Regions from separate parts of the Danio rerio genome. Here region 1 is linked to region 2. The links are chromatin contacts, called in public Hi-C maps. All regions are on one chromosome and are shown on one strand. Each heading gives the region's core, a stretch centred on a gene start, on an enhancer-like site or on the middle of the called end of the contact. The rest is flanking DNA. Distances are from core to core; before and after follow the strand shown.

Region 1 (5,935 bases), core at 2,967-5,466, 460 kb before region 2:
ATCCCATAATTCTGTGATTATCTGTTTTGGAAAATATCAACTGATGTTTCACTGTAATGTTAACAAATACTTTCTTTTTGGATTTATGTTTTAAGTTTTTATTGCAAATGTCACATCCGCAACTCTGGAATGCCTTATATGGTTTATTTTTTACTCTAATAGATATGCTTATTGTTGATTTTTAAATTGCATAAATTGCCAATGTTGACAGTTTTTGGTAAAATATTTAAAATTGTCAGCTAAAAGAAAAAACCTAATTCTTGATTTTTTCCCTTTATATTGTAGAAAATTGAAAGGATGAAGTCAGAGCTCCACTTTCTTGATGAGAAAAAGAAAAACAAACATGTATTTTTTCTGGACACAAAAAAAGAAGGTAAAATATTCATTAATTGAAGTTTGACATCAAGCATTAATTGGTGGACTATACAGAACCCTCATGCACCCCATCTGAGGAAGATACATTATTTTGTTTTATCATTAAATGTTTGTATTTGTTCTTACCAGTAAAGAACTTTGACCTGGCTACACACCTTAACACAGTGCCTGAATTGGTGGACCGAGCGTATAACAGACCTACAATAGAGACGCTGGAAAACAAGAGCATTGTGGGAGCAATGAAGGCCAGAGAGATAAAAGTAACATGTGTTCTATGTACCATACTGTAATAAGTAGTAACATTATTCTTTTGTTGTTGTTGTTATCATAATTATTCTCATTCTTAATATAAATAATCCATGAATTCTGCAGTGTAAATTATATAAATGCATTATCTATTTATTCATCATTTAATACTTATTTTTTTTGCCACAATTATTGCTCTTTTTCTTGTCTATTCCTTCCAGAGTCTTGCTAAAAAGAGGAATGAACAGTATCTGAGGCTTTCAGAGCGTATTGACAGAGAAAAGAAAATGTTTGTCATTAGTCAAAAGATTCAAACCAGAAAAGATCTACAAGTGAGTGCATTCATGAACCCTTTCAACATGGCTGTTCTTTTTAATTGTGCATGGCTATTCATCAATGTCTTTTTTGTTATTTTTCTTATGAGTAATTGCTTATGCTTTAGGTCTTTTGTTTTTATTATTGATTGACTTCTTGGTTGTGCTTTTATCTCTTGCAGGATAAGGTGAAGAAGGTAAAAGTCTGCAAAGAGACCAGTACTGCTCCTGCCATCTATAAATTTCAGGCCAAGAGGAAAAGATGAAATCTTTGGAAGCGGTCTGTTTTGTTGTCATCAGTCAGCTGTAAGTCCAGGAGGTGGACTTAAAATTCTGAATAGATTTTTCACTTCTGTATAATGGAGATGCTATGCTGGGAATCTTGCACATATAAGGCAAGAAGTTTGTACATATTTATTGCAAATAGGTTTTTGCCATTACAATAAAATGTTGTCTGTAATGTTTTGCAGTTTGTTGGTTTTCTCAATAGATGGCACTAGCACATCTCATCTGATCTCATCAAATCTACAACCAGAATACAAAAGAGCAACTTCAGTGTCAATTGATGTTGGCATCTGTTTTTAAAATGTAACTATTGAGCCTTCAAAATTTATCTTAAACTTTTTATTTAAAAAACAAATCTTTTATTTATTTATTTACTTATTATTATTATTATTTTTTACTGCTGAGACTTGAATTAAATTCTTATATATTCATGGATGGGGCTTGTTAGATACTGTTCTACTACTTTCAGTTGAGTTGATTTTGATCATTTTTCCTTCAAAATTTGAACAGTTATATGTTAAGATGTACAATGATCATTGATTTTTGTGTTTATTTTTACATTTATACATCCATTATGCTCAGTGACAATTCTTATTTTTCATGCTTTTGATATACATATATATATATATTCATTCATTCATTCATTCATTTTCTTGTCGGCTTAGTCCCTTTATTAATCCGGGGTCGCCACAGCGGAATGAACCGCCAACTTATCCAGCAAGTTTTTACGCAGCGGATGCCCTTCCAGCTGCAACCCATCTCTGGGAAACAGTCACATACACTCATTCACACACACACACACACACACACTCATACTCTACAGACAATTTAGCCTACCCAATTCACCTGTACCGCATGTCTTTGGACTGTGGGGGAAACCGGAGCACCCGGAGGAAACCCACACGAACGCAAGGAGAACATGCAAACTCCACACAGAAACGCCAACTGAGCCGAGGCTCGAACCAGCGACCTTCTTGCTGTGAGGCAAGCGTGCTACCCACAACACCACTGCGTCGCCATATATATATAATTATTTTGATTTAATGCATAAAGGGACATTATTATTATTATTATGTGTTCGACGGTAAGGCAAGGAATGTGGACAGTAATACATTACTTAAAAATTGAGTAAAAAAATGAAGAAATTAAATTTTAGTTACTTTTTTAAAAAAGTAACGAGTTTTTCAGATTTAATTAAATTAATTTAATTCACTTTTAAAATAGTAATTTGCTGAATTAAAATGAGTGTTGGCATGATGAATCACACTCAATAGGAGAATAAGCTCCCTGTGGGAACAGACAAACCTATATGGCAGGGCCTATTACTGTGATAGAAGTATTCTCATTATTTTGAACACATGGAAGAAAAGGGGATTGTCTTAATGGACAGTGGTTTTACTAAACTAATAAGACAAAAATACAAAAGTAACAAACCCATTGCTTTCAACTTTCATTAATCTGTATGGCATGTAGAGAGTCAGGAAGTTTTTTTTGAAGGGCACCTATGTTGAAAATCATCTTTTGCAAGCTGTTTGAACAGAACTGTGTATGTGTAGTGTATAGTGTGGCCACAGTAATATTGGAGTGATATAAAAAAGATAAGTCTTTTAAAAATATAACCCTCCCATTTTGAGGCTCACTGCAATGTGATATAGAAGTCCACCGCCTAACGAATTGATTGACAGCCACAAATTAACATGTTGCTGTAGTAACGCATATAGGCCTAATAATATCCACAAAACAGGATGAGTGCAAAGCAACTGGGAAAAAAGATCGGGTCAACTTTCTGTAAGCAATCATCATCAAATGTGAACACGAATGAGTATTACAAGTTTAAAACGTTTTCAACTGAATGTTTGTTTACCATCTTTATCACCACAGCCGAATGTCAGTACAATTATAAAAGACGTTTCAATCCCGGTTTGTGGACGTTAAATCAGGTTTATTTTCTACCTTAACAACGGATGTCTATACAACAGTGAATATTAATGTGTGTCCTGTCACATTTGCCGTATAAAAACAGCAAAGTTATATGTGCGCAGTGTGTGTGTGTGAACTTTTTAACTAGATTTTGAATGGTTTGGTAAAGTTCTTACTGTAGTATTTCTCACAAAAGTTACGTGAGATCTGCTTGCTTCATGCCTGTCACTGCTGTTTATCTGATGCAGCTGAGGCAGGTAAGAAAAAGTAACTCAAAAGTAATGTGACGCATTACTTTTCATAAAATAAAATAAAAAGTAACACAGCTAGTTAATTTTTGCGGAGTAACTCAATAATGTAATGTGTTACTTTCAAAAGTAACTTTCCCTACACTGATGATTATAACTGAGGCTTGTCTTCAGAGGTTTTCTGCAAAGCTTGGTTGTATTTGCTTTTCCTCTTCATTTAAATACACAGTATTCTGTCTGACAGTCTGGTTCCTCGGAACTTTAAATGGCCCACTTTTAAACACTCTTGTATCAATCTCGTCCCTGCTAGTGCAATTGTTCATGTGAAAGGTTGAGCTCTGTCTGCGCAGACTGAGCTTTTTGTGTCATCTCTGCATGGCTTGATTGATCATGCAGGTGGCAGCGGCTTCATAAACAGGCCTCATCCATTACCCTCTCCTGGGACAGAGAGGAGGGGTGAATCAGGAACAGGGAAATGTCACTGTGTTCTCGAGGAGCGATCCCGGAGTCTTGTCTGTGCCAATGCTGACCACAGGAAAAAAAATGTTTGTAATGCATATACACTGTACTCTCTAATGCTCATGCTAAACATGTTATACATGCATGCTATCCCTTTTTGTGAAGGAATTACAAGAGGGTGTTCAGAGTGACATGAACATGCGCCTCTAAGCCTGGTGATATTTACAAAGCAGCTCCGTGTGACCTATCAATATTGACCTTCTGTATTTGCACAATTCTCAGCCAAAAGAAGTGACAGGCGTGGAGTGTGCGTCATGTGGCGGAGTATTCATCACCGCGACCGCCTCGGTTTGGACTGGAGGGTCACGCAGCCGTGTGCGCAGTTCCGCTCTGCTTCCGTCTGTCATCGCACAGAAGGCCACTGTTCTTACTGAAGCCTGTCTTTCATTCAGATCAGCTTTTGCACTGGGGTCACGGCTGCAGGTCTTCCACTGCAGTGTTGGTAGTGACCCCTAGATTCGAAAGATATCTGCCAAACATCCTCTACATTGTGCTGTAATGTTATTCACATTTGGAGATGTAAAAGAGGCCCCTGTGGAGCTCTCCAGTAATTTGTTAAGGGTTTGGGGTTGAGTTGATGATGGCTGTGAATTGGCTCATTGGATGGGATGCCGTGTATTTAAGTGTATAAGTGTGATGATATACTGCAGGTCACCGTTGTTTTTGGATTAATGCATCATTATGATGTATTGATGCATAATAATCATTAATTAATTTCTTTTTTTTTAAATGCCTTTCTTACATTTAATATATATATATATATATATATATATATATATATATATATATATATATATATATATATATATATATATATATAACAAGTAAAATATAAGTTTGGTTGAACTATCCCTTTAAATCACATTGTTATTGCCATGGCCACATCTTTGTTTTGATTCACAGAAAATAAGTTTTGTCTAATATTTGGTCAATAAGTAGAAATTGTATTTCTTTTTGTAATGGCATCAAAACTGAGATGGCGTAAGTTTGACTGGTTGGATAAAATATCTTTACAAAAACACATGCAGCATAATTTGGGGTAATTTACTTAGCATTAAAGGTGCAGTATGTAAGTTTTGACACCCAGTGGTTGAACAAGGTATTGCACTCCTGGATCAAAACAACCACAAGCAAAGGTTGCCAGATTGAGGACAGGAGCGAGAAAGAATTTTAAAAGAAGTTTTTGTTCTAACCACCACCTTGAATTGATATATTTAAAACGGCTTCTATTTCTCACAGGTGAACAACAGAAAACTTTTACAATGATCACTGCAGGTAAACCTCATGCGCTTTATTTAGTGTTAAATGCTAATAATGTCAGTTTGAATGCCATTTTACATGACATTTATTGCCATACTACTGACAGCAGCAGCAGATAGTTTTACCTGAGGTCTTGAAAATACAATAAAACGTTTGAAATTGATCTTTAGAACTAAACATATGACATTTAATAATATTAAAGACAGCTAATATGTATTAAATAGATTATAAACCTTACCATTCCGTGAGTGCATATTGTGAGTGCTTCTGAATAAATTGCTCATCAGCGTGTTGTTGGGACAAGCCAATGTTTACGTTCGTAATATTTATATTAGGGATGTTCCGATCAGTTCTTTTTTTGCCCTCAAGTCCTAGTCATTTGATTTTAAGTATATGCCAATACTGAAAAATGATCCTATTCTTCTATAATACATAAAAAAAGAATAAAAAAGAGCAAAGCAACAGATCCAGGATGTTCCTTTTTTTAATCCACTTTAAAATTCAACAACTCTGTTAACAAACAGAGCTCTTCTGTGAGGTAGCTTGAACAATCAAGTAATAAATAACATAAATTCTTTGCTTTTGGACTTCAGTGCAACAATAAATATAAAAATAGCACCTCAACTTAAATACCCGGCAGCCAATCCCGTTTACATATCTCAGTTTGTTGAGACAATTTTGTCGTCATAACTTTATAATACCTCCAGAACGCAAACATTCGCACTTTCCGTTAATGTTAAGATAAAGTGGGTTTTCAGGAGAAAAAGA
Region 2 (5,566 bases), core at 2,733-5,232:
ATTCAAAGGGGGCTAATAATTCTGACTTCAACTGTATAAAACAGCATTTTTTTTATTTGGGTGAACAAACTATTTAAATGCTTAAAATGAAGGCAAAGTAAAATGTGTTATGACTCAAGATTTCCCTTTGCCGATTATTGTAGTCTTTTCAAAAGATATTACAAAAAAATATTACAACAACTAGTTTTCATGTTACTGCGGTTGTTATTGACATAGAGCCGTTTGTTACTTGGTATAAACACTTGAATTTATCAGTTTATCAATTCTGATAGTGACTCATGACTAATTGTCATCTCATATTAATCTGTTACAGTTTATGGAGAATCGTAGATACACAAATCCAATTCGTGAAATTCAAAACACGACTTAGAAATAGACAATTCCAGTTTCTAAATTCAAAACACAATTTAGAAATACATAAATCCAATTCGTAAAATCAAAACACAATTCATAATATATACAAATCCAATTCATTTGGTGAAAACATTTATGATTTTTACTTGTGACTTCACAAATTGTGTGTTGTATTTATTAATTGTGATTTGAATTTACGAATTGGAGTTTGTAAATGTGAATTGTGCTGTGCATGTATGAATTTTTTTTTTCAAACGTATTATTTTTAGACTCAATATTTTATATTTCTGACTCAATATTTGTATTAAATGGATTGACCTTAAAATGGGTCTGAAAGATTAACACACTGCCTTAATGATCCATCCCAAACATTATGGTTATTAGAAATTAACAGCTTAATTAATATTATACATAATTATATTATACATATTATGCCTATATTCAGTACCTCAGGATAATGGCAAGTGTAAAATTTTTAAGTAATTAGGCATAATTGGCTTGTGAATGCTTGTTTTTTTCAGCCATTTATAAAAATAGACTTACTCAGAAAAAAAACCTTAAATCTAAAACAGACTCCTATTTGACCAGAATTGTTTAATTATTCCTTCACAAGTTGTAAGACGAGTTGCTAGTTTTGACCAACATTTCTATAGCACATCAGAGCAGTAGCCATTTGAAGGATTTTTACAAGAAATTAGAAGCTTAATGAAGTGCACAGAACTGCTGTCGGTGTTTTATTGCCAGTAAATTGCATTGACGTGGAGGTCTCATAATGAGTCTTGACAGTAGCTGCGAGGCGTATCTGCTTTTTATTGGCTTCATGTGATACAACTGCGTTCCTCAAGCTTGTATTTAACAAGACTCCACGAGTAATGATGCCTGAGCCAATAGTGTTCTCATAAAACTGAATTAAGCTTCAACACTTGGAAAAATTATATATATTTAAATAATAATAATAAAATGTAGAATTACCAGTATTATTAATTGACGGTCAAGTAGAGTACCTTTTGTTTAATGAGTCGCAGTCATTTTTAATTTTTTTGTAAAAGGACACGAAGAGAAGAAAGTATAATAGATGATTAGAGATATCAAAGACTAAACTGCTTTAGACGTAACTCAGCACAGGAATACTACACTAATACATTCTACCAGAAACTTACATTTTCACTTATAAAAAATTTTGTCCTCAAAAAATCATACAAAAACAAGCAAAAAATCATACAACTGAATGATAGAAAGCTTCCTTAATCATGGTCAGCTTCTCCTACGTCAAATGATGTCACTTTCGAGTCGTGTATTGCACGAGTTTTATGTTAAATTTAATGCAAATGTAACAGGACTGACAGAAACATGGGGACAATTGTAAAATAGAATTTATTTATAATTTCATGTTTTTAAATCAATTTATGTCAATGATAACAACTTAAACTTATTATTTCTGAAGTTTTTTTTCTAAATAACAATTTTAGCATAACAAAACTATAAAGCTGTAGGTTCAATTGTGCTGAGGACAAGGACGATGACAGACTTAAATTTGTAAAGTGTTTTGACATCAGAACGACGTACAGAAATCAACCATCGGACTATTTTAGAAATTTTTGGGATTAAATACTTTTTATTTACTGTATTTATGTTTTTATTTTAGGAACAGATCATGCATGTTTGTAGTATAATGTCCCATAAATTTATGATAGTCCACATCACACCATGTTGTTTAACATTAATGGAAGTTTAATTGCAGTCCTCTGGCGCCCTCAACTGTCAACAAACCGAACGTCGAACCGAACTTCAAATTAAACGAGACAAATTTAACATAAAATAAATGTAAAACATAGCACATAACTTGCCATCTCAGTTACTGTCTTTGTGATTGAACCATATGGTCTCTTAAAATAAAGGTATTTTTCGCCCTTAGTCTACTTTATGTCATCGGTTAATTTTACGATTCAAAGCGGAAACTTTAGAAAGTGAGGTGATTGCGCTTTCAGGTGCTATAATTTCAATTCATGTTATAGTTTTATGTGGAAAAACGTCGAGTATTTAAATTGTTACTTACGTATCGATAATCCACTTAAAGAGAATGCAGCCGACGTGACTGGATTTGGTGTCTGTTGAATGTTTCGTCAATGAATCATTTAAAACGGTTGTCTGAACTGCAGGCGTGAACTAGATTGATCTAATGAACTTAAAAGATTCGACTCTTTAGATTTTCGGTAAAATTTATAACTTAAACTTCAAAATGATCAACGAACACTTACTTATTTGGACAACGTTTGAGATTCGTGTAGCAAATTAAATTGGACCATAACGATACAGTGAGTTTTACAGCTGAGGAAATTAACAGGTGAGTAAATTGAAAAATATTTAAGCATATCTACCACATTTAATTTATGACATACATTTTAAAAGTTTATTAAGGAATAAACCATAATCTTAGAGTGTCATTTGAGCAAAAAAAAAAAAAGCTAGATTTCAACGTTTATTTCTAGTGTTTCAGTGAACATTTGTTCATTTTATTTTTGCTCTTCCAACTTATTTAGTAACTAAGAATTTGTTATAATAAGTTATAAAAATGGCGAGGCAGTGGCGTAGTAGGTAGTGCTGTCGTCTCACAGCAAGAAGGTTGCTGGGTCACTGGTTCGAACCTTGGATCAGTTGGTGTTTCTGTGTGGAGTTTGCATGTTCTCCCTGCCTTCGCGTGGGTTCCCTTGGGGTGCTCCGGTTTCCCCCACAGTCCAAAGAAATGTGGTACAGGTGAATTGGGTAGGCTAAATTGTCCGTAGTGTTGTGTGTGTGAATGTGTGTGTGGATGTTTCCCAGAGATAGGTTGCGGCTGGAAGGGCATCTGCTGCGTAAAAAACTTGCTGGATAAGTTGCCGGTTAATTTCGCTGTGGCGACCCCCGATTAATAAAGGGACTAAGCCGACAAGAAAATGAATGAATGAAGTTATAAAAATCATAAAACAAAAGGTGTCCCCATTTCAGTTGTGTGGACAATGATAGCACATGAGTACTGTTTTCAGTGTGTGTTTTATTTCTCATAAATGATAACACCTTTGGCAAAATGCGAGACAGGCATAATGTGTATCCTATAGGCCTATGTAGTCTGAGAAACAAGAATCACAAGCAAGCTTAAAGATAAATGTGTTGTGTTCTTTAAGTTTAATTTAGTTGCTGTTAAACAAAATTAGATGAGAGCTGATTGCAAGATAAAATGAAGCATCTCTAAGGACATGCTTGGAATGGGTTTAACTGATTCAAATGTCCTGTCACTTCAGCCGTCTTTATTATCTTTATTTTACAGCAGATTTCATCAGAATTAAAAACAACATGCTGATTGGTGATCGGGAAAAGTGAAAGCAAGTATTACAAAGTTTTAATGCGAGCAAAACTGCATTGGCACCTCAGAACCGGAATGTAAGTAATTAAGGTTCATCCTACAAAGTGCTAGGATTGCATGATCTATCCTCCAAAGATGCTGTAACGTAACTGAAGGGCAACAGTACAGCAAAAGCAGTTTAAATTGTGTTAGTTAGGATCCCTGAAATCCTCTGAGGTAAGTGCAATCACAGTGTCCCAGAGGTCAGTTGGAACAGCACAACTCCTCCTCATTCTTGTGTGAGATGTCACAACATCTCTGGGCCCCAAGCCAGTGTGCATACACAACACCCACCCACCATTTCCACCACATACATGCATTAGCTCCCACAGTCGAGACACATTAAATCACATTTCAGTCCCTTTCATACACAAAACATTTGGGTGACCAAGTGTGCATATGTGCATTAGGGGCTTGCATTAGGACAACTCTACATAAGGCTTCAGAAGTATACACTCAATATTGTTGTGCACTGCAAAATTTTCACAGACGTCTGCCACATTCATGTGTTTAGGAGTAAACCAGTTTAAACTTGGCTACTGTGTTAAGTGACCAGCAACATATCATACAGCATTCATCCAAGTTGTCAGGAGGTTCAACCTGACAGGGTGAGGTTTCTTGCTGTGCTTTTCCCCCCAGTGACTTGCACTTTTGTTTAACATGTTGTCTTGAGGAACAGTTTGTTAATGCCTTTTAGTCACAAAAAAAGTGTTCCACCTTCTTTTGTGCCTCTTCCCTTCCATACATGCGTGGCTTTGCAAGCTTACCCACATTACAATTCTGCCCCACACACTGCAGCATGTTTGTTTTAGTGACTCTTTTGCTTATAAAGCTTTTGGGAGCATTAATGATGGTCAGCATACTCAGAATGCGGCCCATCCTGTAGTCTTTCTCTTTTATTACCTTATCCATCTTCTCCACACTTTTCATTATTGTCTTTATCACCTTCTCTCTACACAGTGCTCCTTGGGGTTCCATTTAAGGCAACAGTTTTCATAAGAGGGGTGCCAACTGGCTGGTTGCTTGTCCTTGAGGTGGAAACTCCCACCTCGAACACCTCATGAATGGCTTTCCGGAAACAGTGGAAATTGTAGTCTATTAATCCTGTGGCACATAAAGGAGAAATCAAAACAACTGTCGATTTAGAAAATCAAAGACTCCAATATAATATATTGCTGAGGTGTACCTTTGCGCTCAAAGCTCTCTTCTCTCAGGATGCAGACCAGAGCGAGGAACTTGGTGACTTCTTTCAGGTAGAGCACTGTGGTGTTGTTGAGTTTGATGATGGCCATAGATTCCTTATCATATGCACTGCCACTGCCGTCCTCTTTTAATCTACAGAAATCAAAGCATACATTCAGAATGCTAAATGGTTACAAACTGTGTTTGTCAATTCTTCTTCTTCAAAAGTTTTCCCACTAGAGGGTGCATGTTCAAAACAAAGACATAATGTGGAACATAGGTCTCAAACTCAATTCCTAGAGGGCCGCACCTTTGCAGTTCTGCTCCAACCCCAATCAAACACATTTGATCTAGTAGTGCTGTGTCCCAATTTGCATACTATCGGTCTTAAATATTACTGGAAAATAGAATCAGGGCGTACTCGTACTATGTTATCCAAACCAGGCCCAGGCCCATTTACCAGATCGTTTGAGAAGTGTGAGTGCTCTAAATCGGGCTCAGGCACGGTTCACTTGGCCGGCTTGAAAGAGGTTCACCTGGCCCGGTTGAAAGAGGTGTGCCAGAGTGTGGTTTACTTGGGCTTTGGAACGGTACGCTTGTAGTGTGAGTGCAAAGCACACCAGAGCCTGAAACTGAAGACAAGATGTGACC

What was found. A called contact is a pair of places that touch in the nucleus more often than the background predicts.
Region 1: a contact with region 2 is called in a Hi-C map of embryo, with 2.9 times the contacts expected there. The contact joins two enhancer-like sites. A contact is called at or near these places in 2 of 18 Hi-C or Micro-C datasets (both in embryo).

The regions. Positions count from the first base shown.
Region 1 is chr16:36,864,737-36,870,671 of GRCz12tu, reverse strand. utp11 (UTP11 small subunit processome component) reads left to right here. Exons shown (of 8, transcript NM_199998.1): 5 at 286-373; 6 at 505-635; 7 at 843-953; 8 at 1,118-1,395. The coding sequence ends at 1,201. Among named protein-coding and RNA genes, the nearest start is that of utp11, 6.4 kb to the left of the region's middle. Within about 2 kb of position 4,216, at least 9 of the 62 cell types and tissues checked have an H3K27ac peak or open chromatin away from gene starts, as enhancers often do.
Region 2 is chr16:36,400,512-36,406,077 of GRCz12tu, reverse strand. rragca (Ras-related GTP binding Ca) reads right to left here. Exons shown (of 7, transcript NM_001020635.1): 6 at 4,920-5,068; 7 at 4,628-4,837. The coding sequence ends at 4,686. Among named protein-coding and RNA genes, the nearest start is that of rragca, 16 kb to the right of the region's middle. Within about 2 kb of position 3,982, at least 3 of the 62 cell types and tissues checked have an H3K27ac peak or open chromatin away from gene starts, as enhancers often do.